2 separate regions of the Rattus norvegicus genome follow, and region 1 is linked to region 2. The links are chromatin contacts, called in public Hi-C maps. All regions are on one chromosome and are shown on one strand. The core of a region is the stretch at or near the end of the contact, and the rest is flanking DNA. Distances in the headings are between cores, read along the strand shown. Region 1 holds the start of Pip4k2a (phosphatidylinositol-5-phosphate 4-kinase type 2 alpha). Region 2 overlaps Pip4k2a (phosphatidylinositol-5-phosphate 4-kinase type 2 alpha).

Region 1 (5,300 bases), core at 529-3,028, 63 kb before region 2:
TTCCACCAGGAGGTAAGAGGTAATTGTTTTCAAGGACAGGGGCTGGTACAGGTTTCTGTGGAGTGGTGATGAGAGCAATAATCGATGATGTGAAACTCTTGAGTCTGGGTCAATGAGAATTTGTTAAATAAATGAACTCCTAACTGGGTCAAGAGCAATCTGAATGCTATTTCCAATACAGCAAGAGAAGTGAAACAACTTGTGGGCTGTGTAGGATGTTGAATTTGGTTGTAGGTTCTTGTGCAAGGGTGCCTGTGGACAAGCTATGCAGACTGGTTCAGACATGCTCTTTTCTGAGGTCAGGCCAGAGTTTATGGGTTATCAGCAAGGTAAGGACTGTACACCCCCTCCTCCTGACAGGGTTTCATGTATACCTGGCTTGCCTCGAACAAACTATCTGAGGATAATCTTGAACTTCTGATCCTCTAGCCTTGCCTCCTGAGTGTCAGGATTACAGGTCTGCAACATCGTGTACTTTTATCTACTGCTGGTTTTGAGTCCAATGATCTATAGAAGGTCCCTAAAGTGACCTTTGCGTCAGACTATACCTATTCACACAAGTAACTTCAGTCTCCGGTTAAACGATGTGGTCAACTACCGGAACTGTGGGCCAAGTCTACAACTCCACAACATTAATTTAGGCTGTTTTTGATACTGGCCTCATCCCGTTAGCCATCAACAATGGCGATGGTTGGTACCAGAAGCAAGGTATCATTTGGGGGGGGGGGGATAGTATCAACAAGTTAGAACGACCAAAGGGAAGGAGGGGGCAACCGTGTTGAAAGGTCAAATGAAGAAGAGTAAAGAAAGGTCTCACAGGATCTGCCCCCTCTCTTTGTTCCTGCTGGTATTCTTTGTCTTCTTGAAAGATCTAAGCAGGATTGTAGACTTGGAACAACTAATGCGAGCATAAGGAGGGCTAATTTTCAGTGTGGAGTGGTGAAAGAGAAAACATTTTCAAGTTAGAAGGTGTGTCCTGGATACGAGAAGGAAGGGGTGGTCTGCAAAAGGGTTGATGGGTTCCAAGCACACGGTCCAGTTTGGGGCATAGCTGACTAAAGCGGGGGTTTCAGTGAGGAATCCCAGGGTAGGCTGGGAATAACACTCTAGTATTCGACAGCGTGGGAAGGCCGAAGAAGAACCCAAAAGGCATAAGGTTAGGAAGTTCAAGGCAGTTCAAGGCAGGGACTCTCTGGCAGACAGTTGGACAAAGAGGAGCCAAGGTCCTTTCCCTAGATGTTGGGAAAGCCCGCGTCCCGATGAAGCGCTCCGGGTCCCAAGAACTCTCCAGGCCCTTGGCACGGGAAGCCGAGGTTCCGGGACATTCCTGCCTGTCCCATGCATCTGGGGGCTCCCTCCTCGGAGCTCCCTTGCCTTCGTTCCCTTTCCTTGATCCTCCCCGGGTGCGTGAAAGGCATGCTCGCGCGAGTCACCGCACTCCCCAGCAGCCTCTGCAGAGCGCCAGGGGTGTGCTCGCCTTGCACGGGTGGCGGAGCGCAGAGAACAGCTTAACGGTCCGGCATCCGCATCCGCACCCGCCCCGCCCGTCGGCGCCGCTGCCCCGCCCGCCTCTGCGTCATGACGCCGGCGCCCAACGCGGAAGCCGCTGGCCGCCTGGACCAGCGGCGGGCAGTGCGCCGAGCGGCGACGGGCGGGAGCCGGGCGGGGGCGCGAGGCGAGCGCAGCTGCAGCCTAGGCGGCCGAGCGCGCGGAGCGGGCGGAGCGAGCGCCCAGGACCGAGCGCGGGCGGAGCGGGGCTGGAGCAGGCGCGCAGCGGCGGCCGCCCCGGGGGATGCGGCTGCCTCCCTAGGCTGGCGTGTAGGGAGGGCGGGTCCCCGGCCTCGGCGGCGCGGCGGTGGAGGGGACAGCGGCCATGGCGACCCCTAGCAACCTGGGGTCCTCCGTCCTGGCGAGCAAGACCAAGACGAAGAAGAAGCACTTCGTGGCTCAGAAAGTGAAGCTGTTCCGGGCCAGCGACCCGCTGCTCAGCGTGCTCATGTGGGGGGTCAACCACTCGGTAAGGCTCCTCTGCGGCGCGCTCCTCTTGCTCCTCGGGCTTAGCCTCCGGGCTCTGCTCCTCTGCTGCAGCGGTGGCAGGGCGGGGATCTCTAGCCGTTTGGCTCGGCCGGTCCCGGGCCCTCTGGCCACTCGCCTCTTGGGGTACCCCTATCCCCACGACATGCGTCTGCCTCTTGGGTTTCTCCGGCAGCGCTTGCGCTTCCTTTGGAACCCAGGGAGGGTGCGGGATGAGAAGCATTTGCTGTGCTGTGCTTCTGAGCCTCCCCGCGCCTGTCCTGCTCCGCATCCGTCCTCCTGCCGGTCGGTGCTCGCTGCCTGGGAAGTGGGAAGTTTGTGCGGGGACCGTCTCTGCCTCAGCTATCAGTCCCGGCGGGGAACTGCTCAGGGCCCAGTCCGAACGATCGCTCCACTAGTCTGGGCCCTCCTGTCCTGAGCTGGTGGGCAGGTGTACCTGTCCCTGTCAGGAAGCGTCCGGAGCTTCTAGGCGACAGGACTGGAGTAAACCAGAAGATTTTGGACGGCATCTTGAGAGCTTAGCTTCCTTTTTCCTTTAAAGGTAGCATTCTCAGACTCTAGGAGGATTTTTTTCTTTTCTTTTTGCAAAGAAAAAAAGAGGCAACGTAAATATGGCCCTGGCGCCCTTCGTCCCTTCCCGCATCGCCCAGTTGCTGTGCCCTTTCCAGACCTCCTGGCCGGGAGTCTTCATCCCTCCCTCCCCCTTGCTTCCCCCCTCCTTGGGGAACCAGGCAGAAGTCACCGACTGCGGAAGGGCGGCCTTGGTGGTGACAGCCGGAGGGGGGTCCCGGCAGGCGCGAGTTCGAGGTGGTCTAGAGTTAATTACATTCATTTGGAAGGTTGTTTAAAAGGCTGGGGAGGTTAGCTAGCGCACCGCCTGGGATGCTAGGAGGCGCGAGGCTGCGGACTCTGCGGACTGCGGTGTGGGGGGCTGAAATAGCCGCCCGCTGATCTGACAGCGAGAAAACTCCTGCAGCTTTAATCTACTTAGATGGGATCAGGAAACACGATAGGCGCAATTGGCTGAGCCATGAAAGTTTCAATGAGCTTGTGAATTTTGACCGTGACCTTACCCATTGCAGTCAGCCAGCTTCGGAGGCAGAGCGTGAGCCTGCTGCTCTGCTTTTGATTTCGGTGGATGCCCTGGTGTCCTTTTCAGCATAATAGAAGTGACAGAAAGCCAGCGTGGTTTGTGCACTCTCAAATTAACAGAGCTGTTTAAAATGGCTTAGTATCTTTTATTTATAGTTTTTTTTTCCCCCAAGCGGAGATGGAGAAAGGTGAAACAGTATGAAGATGATTGTGTTTACCTGGGACGATTTAAAGAGTTGAGAAATGGTTATTTTCTATTACTTTACTGCCGGATCGACCGAGGTTCATTTTACTGACATCTTTAGCTATTAGGAATGTCAACTGTTAAAACTGCGGACAGCAACTCACCCCCCCCCCCCAGTTTTATTTCAGAAAGTGAAGTTACCGTTTTCCATTGTCACAGACCTCTAATTTAGTTGTGTTTGATTTCATAAAATTCTTCTTGTTATTTATGTTACTATTGGCAGCTTCCTAATTACCGCAACGGGCACAGTAAATACCAGTTGGGCGTGGACCCATGTTTACAGGCCCTTTTAAATCTCCTTTTGTAGTTCTGGTGTTTTGGTCAGGAGTGTTTGTATGTGTGCCTAGGTTTAATATAGTAAAGTAGTGGTAACAATATGCAGCTGGGGGCTGGTGGGGAGAGTGACTGAGAATGTCTGAATTCCAGTCCACTTCAGAAAAAGTTGCCATTGGGCGAGCTTCACTGTAACATTTGGGTTGCTACCTTGTGTTTATTTTCGAGTTGCTATATTTGTTTTCCATTTGTGCTACTTGGAAAATACAGAGGGAATGGTGGTAGGAACATTGAGTGTTACTTTTTGTTGCTCTCAAGAACAGTTACTAATTCTAAGTATATACACTGCCAGCAGAGTGTATCATGTAAAGCATGTTATTAATTCAACATATACCAGCGCACACAGAGCCTGCCACAGTGGGGAGGGTTGCTAAAATGTCTCCTTACTGTCCACTTGCCCTTATTTTTAGCCTGTGCCTTTATTTTGAGGAATGTGAGTTGACATAAGACAGTTACTTTTCTTCATTTCTCTAACAATGTATTTTTTTTTTTTTTTTAATGATACCCCAGTCCTCTTGCGGGCCCACTCTTGGAATTCATGTATTTCTGGTTGGTTTGATTTTAGGAAATGGTACCAGGAAGATGTTTTACCATGCTTTTCTGTGCACCAAAGTTTACAGAATAGTATTAAAATAAATAAATCCACATTATCAATAATGAGCATGTATATAAGTGGGGATATTTGAGAAGGCATGGTAGAGAGGCAGATAATTCAAATCAGAGCCTTTCCCCGGTAATTCTAATGTAACTAGGATTAGCAAGGAGAATCTTACCATGGGTACAGCAATTTTTTGCTTTTAAAATTCCATCAGACTTTTTATTGGATATTTAAAGCAACCATAAATTTGGAGCACTGAAGGGAAACCATACATTTTTATCATGTGAGCATATTATGATGGAACTGGGCCTCCTCTTTTGTGCTGTAGAAAAACAAAACAACCCCCCCCAAAAAAACCCCAAAACAATTCACTTAGTCTTCATTTGAATTCTTTAACTGAGACCACTCACCTTGGCATATTAGCCAGTTTTGGGGATCAGTGTTTGTAACTGGGAAATAGGATTGAAAGAGTTGCAATTCTCTTTAATTTCATGACCATTTTTACAGCTTAATAGTTGAACAGCATCATATTAGGAGTCCCAGAGTACACAGTGACCTTTGGGGATTTTTCAAAGCCTAGACTGGAAGAGAAGGAAATCTGTGGTGATTTTTAGGACAATGAACTGAGTTTGTCAAACTGATTGTAGCTGAACTTCAGTGCTGTCTATTAAATCAAAGTCTATATGATTGAAATGTAGACACTTAAATTTGAGGGGGAACTTTCTAGACCATAGTAGTGGTAAGGAAACATCTTGATTTGGACGGTGCTCAGCCTGGCGAAGAAGCCTGTCATTGTGTGCCTAATTTGATACGTTACTGCTTTCTAACTTAGAATCACCATCAGTGAGTGGATCCGTGCCAATTTTTATTTTAAGCATTTTAAGCAAAGAATATAATTGAATACATAAAGGAAAGGATGACTTAAGGCGGCAGTTTTATCTTGTTACATTCGAAATTAAACTAAAAATGATCAGGCAGTTAGCTTCTTAAAGTGGTATT
Region 2 (4,685 bases), core at 1,695-4,194:
CAGAAGCCGGTGACTTCTTACAGAGATGCCTGGGCATGTCCGAAACCACAGCTGCTTCCTCCTCATGGGAATTCGGACCCACAGATCAGCAGTCACTCAGAACCCAGACTCTGCTGAAGGCCTTCTCTGCTGTCGAGAATGAACGTGAGCCCGGCTCTGCGGACGCTTACTGGTCCCAGTGCTATGGCGGCTTACTGGTCCGCAGCACTTGGGAGGCTGGAACAGGGACAGTTCTGGAGACACACATTCAAAACCAGTCACGGCACAATAGCGAGACCTCATTTCAAAGCCAAACACCCAAATATCAAACCCACAACAAAAGCCAGTCCAGGTGAAAATCTCAACATAGGATCCTGGGGCAGAGTCACCACAGGGTGCCATAGCCCACTGAACTGTATCTGTGGCACCGAATGCAAGATAAGACGGTGCCCCCCCCCCCCCCCCCCCCCCCGCAGCCTTTGTTGCCAAAGGGCTTATGGAGATCAGAAAGAGGCATGTAGGAGCTCAAGAGCACTGTGGCCTGGGGACTGAGGTGTCCTCATCAGGAACTTGGGAAGGAAATGGCTTCCCCTGGGGGAATGGAGAATTTGACCTTTGACCTCCTTCATTCCTTGTCACCTGCTCCAATGTCTGAGGCTTTCCTCATTTTCTGTGTGTCCCTTCTTATCTCTTCCGTCAAACAGGCATGTCTGTGAAGTGGCCCTGAGCTAATTAACCGTGTGATTCATAACCCCAGGGATGGGCCTTGCTCTGGAGCATGTTTTTCAGTTGGGATTTTTGTTTGAAATAACGTTCACTGGATAAATGCTATTTCCCGGTTCTCTGGGGTGCACACAGGAGCGGTAACCAGATCAGTAACGAGTTTACTGGTCAGGAAGATGGACTCTTTCCATGAGTTAATACACACTGGCTGTTATAAAAGTAATTATTACCAGATTATGAAATAATGGCTTAGTGATTTATTTTTTAAATCATAGATACTTAAACCTTCCAATTTCACCAATTTCATAGAGTTGCTACAGCCATGTCACTTCAAAGACATCATTTCCCAGAAGTATTGTCCCCCCGGAAGGCCATAGTTACTGCATGGGACAGATAAGAGTTGTCTTGGTAGCTTATAAACTCATGGATGTTAATTACTGTCTGTTCAGCACACATCGAGCCCTGTGTCACTGTGAGTTCAGTTATAGAAATCAGAGTCTGTGGAGGAAAACTCCTGACTTGAGCCTCCGGCTTCCACAGCTCTATGCACAGACCTTCACACACAGATGAACACATGCTCACACAGTAATCAGCACATACATACATGAGTTACAGAACATGCAAGACATTTTTTCTTTAATATCAGCACTATGTTGATGTACAAATGAGGTGGTACTTAAGTGAGAGGGAACCAGAAACTCTCTTTTATAAGTAACCTCGATAACACTGAGGTGAGAGCTGTCTTGTGCTGCTGTGGTATGTTCTGTGGAGAGGCATGTAGGGCTGATACTCCTCTCTCCACTTTGGGGTTTTACAGTCGCCTGTAAATTTCCGTGACAGGTTGTCAGGTCACCTGTGTCCAAGGAATCCCTAAAGGGTTGGAAATTGGGGAGTGCCATTTGTGCAGGAGGAATAACCTAGAAAGGTTTGGGACACAGTCATGGACTCAGACGCGTTTATGGACTGAGGGAGGGAGAGTAAAACATACAGAAGTGAGTCTTGAACAGATTCTAAGGTGTCCCACCCTGTGCAGGGAGGGCCCTTCTGTGACGGCGAGGGGAGGGGAGCGTGATATGATTGGCCGTGTGGACTGAAGGAAGTGACCTGCATCACTCACGGAGGGGACTGCTCTGCATGGCTGTCCCTCCTACATCACTCACTGAGGGGACTGCTCTGCATGGCTGTCCCTCCTACATCACTCACTGAGGGGACTACTCTGCATGGTTGTCCCTCCTACAGGGCTGCCCCTGCAGCTGACATGCCATGCATGTGAGGGTGAGCCGGCTTGTCATGCTGTTGGGTTGGCCATTAGCAATCTGTGCGTTTTTTCATCTCCTTCTTCCTCATAGGTGTGTATCAACTCCCTAGGGACATCACTAACAGCTGGAGGCCAGGGCTCCTGTGCCCTCAGACTGCTGTCTGGCCATCTACCCAGTCTCCACTGCAGGGTGGCCTCTCTGGGAGAGAGCAGTGACTACACATCTTGACCCATGGTATCGTCCCCCCAAATTCAGCAGTAACTTTAGTCACTGTCCTTCTGCATAGAGGAGAGTCCATGGGACAGTCCCGTGGATAGCTTAAGAACGTGAACTTTATGGTGTCCCACGTCTGCAGGCTGAGAGGAGAGAATCAGAAGGTCGAAGGTTGCCTGTGGTGGGGACTTGGTCTCCGTGCAACAAAAAGTCGGGAGGTAAACTTTAAACAGTAAAGAAACTTTGTTTTTTTCTTTTTCTTTTTTTTCTTTTTCTTTTTTTTTTTTGAGTAGGAAAAATACAGCCTGACGACCAAGAGCCTTGCAAACATTTATAGACCCATCTGATAAAGGAGTACCGGAAAATGTTAAATTATTCATAAGTTGCCTGATAACTAGTAAATAAATGCATGACGGAACATTTAGAATTTGGCACAGCCTTCGAGAGAAGCCATTAAACAAATGTATTGTGCAAGAACAAAAGGCTTTAGTGAATTTTTTACTCTGATAAATTGGACGGCAGACAGCTAAACCCCAATTAAAGCTACAAGTGAACATATCACAGCGATCTAATTAGTGAATTATCTTATTAGGGCCAATTGACTTAAAAAAAAAAAAACAGCAACTATTTTTTGAGGGAGCGGAGAGGACTGGTTCTCTCGAAAGTGAGACGCTGCCTGGAGTTTGCTTGCTGCCCCCAGGCGTATGACGACTCATCCTCAGCCAGAGTCTGATCCTCAGAGATAACCCTCTGGATTGCTTGCTTTCTGCTTAAGGACCGTGCACAGTCTCTAGCCTTTATAGGGCAAATTGAGCTCTCACAGACTTTGTGGTCTGGCCGGGCCACTTCTTGCTCATTAGATCTGGAGTGTGTTTTAAATAGCTACATTCAATTAGACTCGTTGCCTGGGAGCATGTGAGGAAAATGCTCCTCTCGCAGACCACAAGAGCAGGGGGGGGGGGGGGCAGGTTTTATGTTGGATTGTGGTTAATCTGCTTTCGGTACTTCCTGGAGAGGAGCAGCTTAAGTAAAGATCACGTGATGGGGTTTCTTCCATAAAAATCAAAGATATGTTGTGAAGCAACGGGGCAGTCACATATTCATGACTGTTTCTGCATTCTGGGTGGAAACACTGGGAACAGATAAAACGTGGTTGAATACTTTCCAAGGCATTCGTAAAAATTGGAATATGAGGAATAATGAGAAGCGGAACCGAGGGGTGGGGGACACCCCGTGGGGCAGGGACACCTCTCTTCTGGGGTCTTCTGTGAGAAGGTAATAACCCAAGGCCCGGGTAATTATCCAGAGTTAAGGAATTAGCCATCTCTCCGGCATCTTTTTTTTCTAAGTATTTTCTATGCTTCATGTTGATTGTTACACATTTAAATTTTTTTCTTAACGTGTGTATCATAAGATAGAGTCTTTGAGAGGAGAGGGAAAAAAAACCCAGCTAAATAAGCGCCTGGATCATGTGATGTCACTGTGGAGGGAGGCCAACAGGAAGTTTGGGCAGGGCCACAGTTTTCCCGGAAGGCTTGGAGGATGAAGAGAATCGGACTGGACTGCAGCAGTCTTGAAGGGTGTGCAGGCTCCCGGGAGTTCTGAGGACTGTGGACTGGACATGCCTTCTGGAAGAGAGCCATGCCTTCCAAGGCTTGCTTAGGATTTTGGTTTTCTACGTACTTTTCCTGGAACCCCTCTCTTCTTTTCACGAGTGGTATCTGTTGACCCTTCCATGCCTCCAGGCCTGATGCTGGATCCTCTCCACAGGGTGCTCCTGGCCCCACCGGAGTTCATGTGGTCATGGGGGGTTACTTATGGGTTGCTTCACTTGGAGCTCCTTCCATGGACCAGAGGAGCAGAAAATCTCCACCATCCCCAGTGTCGGTTAGGGGTGTGTCTCTTAACACCTGAGACAAAAATGAGGAATGTGGTGGAGGGAAGAAGAGTTCTGGGCCAGCTGCCACCCCAGCCATCTGATCTTCTTAGTGAATGTGGGCTGCAGCTTCGCCCCTCTCCCCCCCACTTGCTGCCCAGCACGGTGTGTAGAGCAGATGAGTCTCACACAGGGTGTAAGGTAGGGAGTCCGAGGGTGGCCACCTCCCACCGCCTCCCTCGCTCTCTATTTTCTTATCTGTGCCTGTGCTTCCGCTCTGTCCCTGCCAATTTTCTTGAAATGATGACGGGTTTACTTTAAGACAGGGCAGGAAACACACATTACCATCTAGATATGGAATTATCTGGAAAGACTTAGAATCTTAGGCTCCTGCCCCCTGCTGTGCTACTGAAAGTTCCCTGTGGCCTAGAGCCCATGAGATAATTAATAATGATAATATAAATATTTATATAATGAAACGATATATTATTATATTTACTACTATATTACAGAAGGCGTTATAGTTACCATTCTGCTCTTTTTTTTTTTGGTTCTTTTTTTCCGGAGCTGGGGACCGAACCCAGGGCCCTGCGCTTCCTAGGTAAGTGCTCTACCACTGAGCTAAATCCCCACCC

Evidence for each region. Hi-C and Micro-C count contacts between places; a contact is called where the count stands out from the background.
Region 1: a contact with region 2 is called in a Hi-C map of mammary epithelial cells, with 2.6 times the contacts expected there. The contact joins the promoter of Pip4k2a here to the enhancer-like site in region 2. A contact is called at or near these places in 3 of 12 Hi-C or Micro-C datasets (kidney, liver and mammary epithelial cells).

What each region holds. Positions count from the first base shown.
Region 1 is chr17:86,572,908-86,578,207 of GRCr8, reverse strand. It overlaps Pip4k2a (phosphatidylinositol-5-phosphate 4-kinase type 2 alpha), which reads left to right and starts at 1,778. Exons shown (of 10, transcript NM_053926.2): 1 at 1,778-2,017. The coding sequence starts at 1,874.
Region 2 is chr17:86,512,185-86,516,869 of GRCr8, reverse strand. All of the region lies in intron 1 of Pip4k2a (phosphatidylinositol-5-phosphate 4-kinase type 2 alpha), which reads left to right. Among named protein-coding and RNA genes, the nearest start is that of Pip4k2a, 62 kb to the left of the region's middle. Within about 2 kb of position 2,944, at least 29 of the 93 cell types and tissues checked have an H3K27ac peak or open chromatin away from gene starts, as enhancers often do.